2 separate regions of the Ovis aries genome follow, and region 2 is linked to region 1. The links are chromatin contacts, called in public Hi-C maps. All regions are on one chromosome and are shown on one strand. Each heading gives the region's core, a stretch centred on a gene start, on an enhancer-like site or on the middle of the called end of the contact. The rest is flanking DNA. Distances are from core to core; before and after follow the strand shown.

The links. Hi-C and Micro-C count contacts between places; a contact is called where the count stands out from the background.
Region 2: a contact with region 1 is called in a Hi-C map of muscle, with 2.3 times the contacts expected there. The contact joins the promoter of SLC39A9 here to the promoter of GALNT16 in region 1. A contact is called at or near these places in 2 of 16 Hi-C or Micro-C datasets (hypothalamus and muscle).

The regions. Positions count from the first base shown.
Region 1 is chr7:79,144,994-79,148,623 of ARS-UI_Ramb_v3.0, forward strand. It overlaps GALNT16 (polypeptide N-acetylgalactosaminyltransferase 16), which reads left to right and starts at 1,588. Exons shown (of 15, transcript XM_060418700.1): 1 at 1,588-2,137. The coding sequence starts at 1,961.
Region 2 is chr7:79,289,663-79,293,292 of ARS-UI_Ramb_v3.0, forward strand. It overlaps SLC39A9 (solute carrier family 39 member 9), which reads left to right and starts at 1,965. Exons shown (of 7, transcript XM_004010748.5): 1 at 1,965-2,747. The coding sequence starts at 2,634. It overlaps ERH (ERH mRNA splicing and mitosis factor), which reads right to left and starts at 1,604. Exons shown (of 4, transcript XM_004010751.4): 1 at 1,497-1,604. The coding sequence starts at 1,499.

The DNA.
Region 1 (3,630 bases), core at 338-2,837:
GCAGGAATCCCCGCACCTTCTCCTATTGCTCCTGTTACCATCTCCTCTTGCCTCAGATTCCCTGCTACTCTTACAGAGCTCTTGGTGAGATCCTTTTTTGTCCATGACCCTTCTTAGGGTCACATTCTTGCAAGGGTCATGTTTGGATTTGTCCTCGTGGTGAGACTTCAGAGTGAGGAAAGGATATTGCAGTTATAACGATGACTTTTCTGCAGCCAGAAAACCCACTCAGGTTTTCTTCCTTCAATTTACTTCACTCCAGTGGAAATGTATGGAGCGTCTACTACATGCACATTTCAGTCCTGCTGCTGGAGAAACAGGGACGGAGGGGTGCTGATGGAGGTGGCAGGATAAAGCATGAGCTGTGACCTCACCATCTGCCAGCTTCATTTAGAGGCCAGGACCCGAGGTGGTCTTTCAGACCAGCCAGTGTCCAGGAGCACCAGGAGGACACAAACTCCTTGACAACCCTGCCTCTCACATGCAAGGGCCTCCTGGGTCCAGACTGCCTCAGCCTGGCCAACCTCAACTCCCACCAAGAACTTTCCAGATCCTGGTACCCAGCACCACCAGGTACCTCTCTTCTTTGAAAGCATCAAGTACTTTCATCCTCTGGACGTTTTCTCAGGCTGTTCATGGCGCTCACACCCTGCCCTGTCCTCCCCTTTCCTACCTCTTAAGACTTTATTCGAAGAATTTATCCACTTTCTTTGAGAAGCCTTTCCTTAAGACTGCCTTGCGGTACAGTATTTCTTCCTCTGTGACCTCTGCTTGGTTAGTTAAGTTAATATCTATTTAGTATCTAATATCTATTCCCTGAGTGTCTGTTTCATGCCTGATCCTGCGCTGGTCTCCTAGAACTAACTTAGCCCACCTTGCTGTCTGCTCGTAAGTGAGAGTAGTTCACACAGAGCCGGGGCAGAATCTCACTGGTTTCTGTGTCAGTGTTTTGAACTTTGCTTTAAGTGTCAGACGGAGAGGTAGTTTCTAGAATGGGCTCTGCCACTAATTAGTCGTGTGGCCTCGGGCGAATCTTCCAGCCTCTCTGGCCTCCTCCCTTCTTCCTGATGAAACGGTGACGACGATACCCCCGAGTTGTCCAGCGGACAACGAGGCGGGGTGGAGGGAAGCATCGTGAACGCTGGGAGCCCCAGGCGAACGGAAGAGGTGAGGTGGTTGTACCCACAATCTCCTTTCACTGGCTGCGAAGCCGCGTCTCTTCCCTTTCGCTCTCTTCGAATGTCAAGTGCACCGGCTTCCAATCCCTCCTCGGGGCGGGCCCTCTGGCGGCTCGGCATCCTAGGCTGCGGAGGATCCCGATGCAAACTCCAGACTCTCCTCGCACCCAGCTGCCCCTTCCCAAGGACTCGCCGAACACATCTTAAACCCTGTTCAGAGCGCAGCCCCAGAACTGCAGCTCCGCTGCGCGGGCCCCGGCCGGGGTCGCGCATCTCCAGCCGGTGACTCAGGGCCGCTCGGTCCGGGAGTGGGTGGAGGTAGGCGGGACAGACCCGGGCCGCGCGGGGGCAGGCGCCGGGAGCTCGGTCGCGGAGCAGTTGGAGTCGAGACTGGCTCTGGCCCGTCGCCATTCCGCCGCGGGCGTCTGCCTCGCCGGGCCTTCTTCTCGCGCCGCTTCGCATCCGCTGCGCTCCTTTCCCGGGGCGCAACGGCCCGGCAACCCGCCGGGGCTGGAGCGCGGGGCCGGCTCTGCGAGCGAATGAATGGGCGCCCGGGGGAGGCGCGCGCCTGGGGCTGAAGGGCATTAGGACCGTGAGGATCGCTCCGCGCTCCTGTCTCTCCCTATCACCCCCCCACCCCCCACCTCTCTCCTTTTTCTGCTCTGCAGGACCGAGCAGCCCCGCGCGAGCGAAAACAAACAGCTGGGGCTGAGAGTGGCCCCCGCCCCGGCCCCGAGAGCACGCCGGCCCGGGCCCCTACTCCGGGCGTCCGCCCGCCCACCATGAGGAAGATCCGCGCCAATGCCATCGCCATTCTGACCGTAGCCTGGATCCTGGGCACTTTCTACTACTTATGGCAGGACAACCGAGCCCACGCAGCATCCTCCGGCGGCCGGGGCGCAAAGAGGGCGGGCGGGAGGCCAGAGCAGCTCCGAGAGGACCGCACCATCCCGCTCATTGTGAGTACGCGCTGCGCGCGGGGTGGGCGGCCGGGGAGCCGCGGCGCGCGTCCTAGCCCCGCGCGGCTGCAGAGGGCGCGGGGCCGGGCCGGGGGCTGCGTGCCCGCTGCGCTCCGCCGGCTTTGTATACGTTGGAGCATTCCTGTCCGTTGTTATGGCAACCTCAGTCGGGCTAGCGGGGCCAGGGCGCAGGGATGGAGGGAGGGTGACAGCGGGTGGGGGCTGGGAGAAAGTACTGCAAGTTTGGTGGGCCCGGCGTGCGCACACGACTGGGAACGTGGCGGCGCTCTCGGCACTGCGCCGCGGGGCCCGGGGCGCAGGGGCCGGGAGTTGGGGGTTAGGGGTTACCCCCGCCTCATGCGTCCGGGAAGGCAGCTGGACCTTGCGCACGGCGAGCGGCAGTGAGAACCGCACGCTGCTAAGCGCGTGGGTGGCCGTGTTCTCCCCCTCTCCAGCCTCTTGGGGGCAAAAGACGTGGGGTGAGGACGCTGGGTAAGGCACGGTCACTAGGGGCTGTGCTGGACTTCGAGCCCCCTTCTCAGACCCGGTCAACTTGAACCTGCTTGTGATGAGGACTCCCTACGACTACCCCCAGGGTTCTCTGGATCCAGGAAAGGTCTCGTCCTGAAGGCGTCCCTCGCCCCAACACCAGTCCACCGCCACGGGTGAACTAGCAGTGTCTGGCCCCCCGACGTCAGTGCGAACGGCGGGGCATGGCTGGGGCTCGATGGAGGTGCAAGAGTGCCCTCCCGACGCTCTGGGGGCCTGGACTGGGGCGTGCCTGTCACTGCCTCCTCCAGGGCCCCGGGTGACAGCTGTGTGTGGCAGGGGCACCTGTTGAGACGGGAGGTTCCGGGACCCGCGGCAGGCGCGCTCGGGCGGGCCGCGTCCTTCGTATGGGGGCGGATGGTGGGCGAGACCCTTGGGCGACCCTCGGGTCTGGGCTAAGGGGCGGGGCCGCCTGGGGGAGCGGAGTGTGGGGCTGAGCATGGCCATTCCGAAAGGCCTGGCCTTGAGGAGCCCCCCAGGGAGGCGCAGGGTCAGGAGGGCGAAGGCTTGTGTGGAGGAGAATCTGAGGTCTTCGTGCCAAGGCAGCCGAATCCCAGGAAAACGGAGTGTTGTCTGTAGGGAGGTTGTCGTTGTGTGGAAGGCTCTCGTGTTCCCATCCTGTCCCTGATTCCGTGTCTTGTTACCTACCAGGAAAGAAGTAGCTATCCCCTGCAAAAGAGCATTTCCAGGCTGTGCCTGAGGAGACTTTGGGGCCCCTGGGCTTTCCCCCAGCCCCACTCCCCCATGCCCATCTACCCCTCTGGTGGAGCTCTCTGGGACTGCGCCCTGATTAGGTGAAACGCTCTGCTCTGAGCTGACGGTGCCTACCACTAGCACAACGTTTTCAAAGCACTTGTGGACGTTTGGACAGACAGGCTGATGAGGCAAAAAGCCTCCGGGGTCAAGATCCTGGAGAGTTGGGATCTGGGTGGACAGATAGATCA
Region 2 (3,630 bases), core at 715-3,214, 150 kb after region 1:
TTCCTTAGGTTACTCTTTCTTAGGGGAATGAGCAGTAATAAATAAATAAGCAATAAAAATATAAGTACATACAGGAATATATATATATCTATTGATATTTGCCACAATAGAAAAATAACATTGTGAAACCTAAAAAAAAAGTTATGCAGAATTACCTTAATGATATCCTATTCTGTTTGCCAAGCAGTTATGATTCACTCTAATGAAGAGTTAATCTGTTAATCTGGTTTTAAAGTCTCACAAACATGAACCCTAAGAATAGTCAGTCATTCTACTGTTACAGAAATACTACAATACAATGCATCTCTCAAACTACCAAAAAGAAAAGGAAGAATAAAAGAAAAGAAATTGAACCAATATTTAAGACTTTTGAACCAGTATTCACTTTAAATACAAATTCCAATTTTCAATTCTACATGAAATGATAAAAAATTATCACTGATAACTGCTCAATGATAATGGGGTGTTCATAATAACTGCTGTCATATCCCCAGATTTTAATCTAAGCATTTAAAAATAATACCAAATAAAGGCAGAGAAAGAAGGAAACTCGGAAGTGAAATGACTTGCTCAAGGTCACACTGCTAGTTAAGACAGGAACTGGAAATCCAATCTCCTAATTCCCAGTCCTCCTTGGGAGACTATGTTGGGTCAAACACTAACCTATCTCAATCCAGAAAACTACGACCTGAAAAAATTCCTTGTTAACAACAGCTGCATGATCTGTTAATCTGCAGCAACCAGAAAACGAAAATTAAAGTGTGGAAGCAACCACGATGACTTGGAATCCTCGTGAGCATCTCCTTTTTTGCAGATTACAAAACAGACACACAAGCCCCAAAAACAACCCTTCACCCATTCCACCCAGATTCTAAGGAAAGTGGACCCTGAGGTGAATCTATCTTTTCAGCTTCCAGACCCAAGAAGACTATAAAGATAAGCACAAGATGGATGGCTGGAGGGGGAGGGGAACACCAAATCGGCCCCTAAAGGTCTTAGAAAAGAGGGAAAATGTATTTTTTCAAAAAAGGCAGAGCCCAGAAAAACAAAAGGGAATGTGGTCGGGAAAGCACGCTACAAAGCAAAGATGTTCCCTCCCGGTCCACACGGGGGATGCAGTACATTCACTCTGTCAGCTTCGGGACGGAATTGTCAAACATCCTTCGGCCATTGTTCCTATAGTAGGCTGGGGCGTTTGAAGGGAAAGAGCAGCACCCCCACGCCTGCCTCTACCAAGCAGCAAACGGAAGAAAAAGCAACCTCCGCAACGCACGCCTCGCCCGAGCCAGCAGGCGGGCGCGCAACCGCGGGGCGGACCTGGGACCCAGGGCCTAGCGCCAGGCCCAGTGTCTCCGCGGCGGGAAGGAGAAGAGTCGACCCACAAGCTGGAGGGCCGAGCAGCAGCACGCTCGCGCCGGATGGGGTGGGGAGATATATGGGCGGGGGTCGCCCCGGCGGGGGTTAGGGGTTCGGGGAGCCGGTTAGGCCTCTCTCACCATCGCGCCAAAGTCTCCCGCTGCAGCCGATGCCGACTCCGCCGCCGCCGCCGCACACGAGCTTGCCCGCAACGCCGCTAACAGCCAATCCCCGCGAGAGGAGCCGCCGGAAGTCGTCAGAGGCGCACCGCGAAAGAACCTTTCGGACCATAGAGGCTCACAGATTTCCGGCAGCTAGAGCAGAGAGTGACCCTGTTTCAGCCATCTTGGATAAGGGAAAGGAAGCACACAGGGAACGTATCGGAACTTGAAAAAAAAGCACTTTTTTCTAGACACGATTTTGGGTACTCGCGTTATTAGATTCGCGGCTAAAGTGATCACCGGTATAGACAGTGACACAAGCCATCTTTCAGTGGCCCCACTCAAAAATGGCGGCTGTATAAGAACCCTGGGGCATAGGTCGGTTGTAACCCCGGAAGTACCCTTCTAAAGGAGGGGGCTGTAAGGCAATCCGGAAGTGGATGTAATGAAGAGGTGCCACTTGGCGGCCATGGCAGCTGTAGTATCGGTGGCTCCGGGTCAAGGCCCGTCGGAGTGGAGTAACACGGGCAGCACTGGGTATAGGGTAGAGACAGCTTTGTATCAGCTTCACTGCTGAACCCCACGACCCGCCATTACCGGCCTGCAGGACGCCTTTCCTCACTCTAGACTCGGAGGAGAGTTTCCCGTGGTTGGTGGGCTGGTCCCGGAGCTGGGGGGGCGATCACCTGCGGGGTGCCCCAGGGAGATAAGGGAGCAGGGAGAACGAACTAGTTCACTGGGGTTTTCGTCCTTTTCTTGCTGCCATCGGGCACATTGCTTGTGGAGGAAATAGGCCCATTGTGCTGCCCGTATTCTGACGATTGAACCAATAGCTCCTTCGTATAGTTTCCCATTGACTTCTCATCTCTGTTAACCCATGGGAATCCAGTGACTGGTATATGAAAACTTACGGGCTGGGACCTAAGATTGCTGGAAGTTGTCTCTAGTATCAGCAAAAAGGGGGCTCTTTACAGATACGTTCAAGAGAAAAGTGCCTCGTGAACGCATCTGCCGGTGGGGAGGACGAAAGAACTGGAAAGTCCACCTGTTCCCTTGGAACAGTCACACGTGTTTAAGGACCTGAGCTCCCGAAAAGTTATAGACTAGTGGTATTGGATGAATAAAGAAGGCAGAATGGATGATTTCATCTCCATTAGCCTGCTGTCTCTGGCTATGTTGGTGGGCTGTTACGTGGCTGGAATCATTCCTTTGGCTGTTAATTTCTCGGAGGTAAGCGCTCAATTTTCTATTTTCTATCAGCTGTCAGGATGGCAGCTAGGAAGTAGTGACAATTGAAAGGGAAGCTGCTTCCCCATTTAATAGCAGAGCTAAAGGTTTTCTTAAGGATGACTTTTTTCAGAAGATGCAAAACATTTAATAATAGAAACAAACCTCTTATTTAGCACGAATTCTTAACGGAGAGGGGTAGGGGCGGGGAGTGGTGGATCCACTGAAGATCCTTGGATACTCTGAACTTCCTGAAATTGCATACCAAAATTTGCGACTCTACATTTTCCGGGAAAGACACCGTAATGTTATTTTGATACCAAGAAGTTTCAAAGAGTCACGGTTCTGGATTGCTGTCAAAATATACATGAAGAATATTGTTTGTTCATATGAGCTGAAGTCAGTATAATTTCTTTTGGAGAAAATCAGGCATAGCTTTTTGGGAAAAGGTGGTTTTGTTTTGTTTTGTTTTGTTTTTGGGCGGGATACCTGTAATTAGAATGAAGTAAGGAAACTAAATTGTTCTTAACTCAAACTTCCTTTTAAAGAAGAACATTGGATAGGTTTTTGAAGTTGTTTTCAAATCTATTTGCTTAGTAATGAATTTTTTTGTTAGTATGGTTTGACATTTTGTTTTAATTTCTTTGGTTCTTTATTATCACTTGAACGAACATTAACAGGGAAGAAATATAGATGAAAGCATTGTTCAGTGAAAGTGCAGATGGATTCTTTGGGCTGTTGTAAGGAGTTCACAGCTTGCACAGTGCTCAAAGATTAGGGGAGAAAAACTACTGCACTCAGGATTTCTTAATTATACCTTGATGTTCAACAGTAAGATAGTTTCACTGTCAGTCCTGAAAGTGCTTTCAAAGAAAAGGGAAGTGGA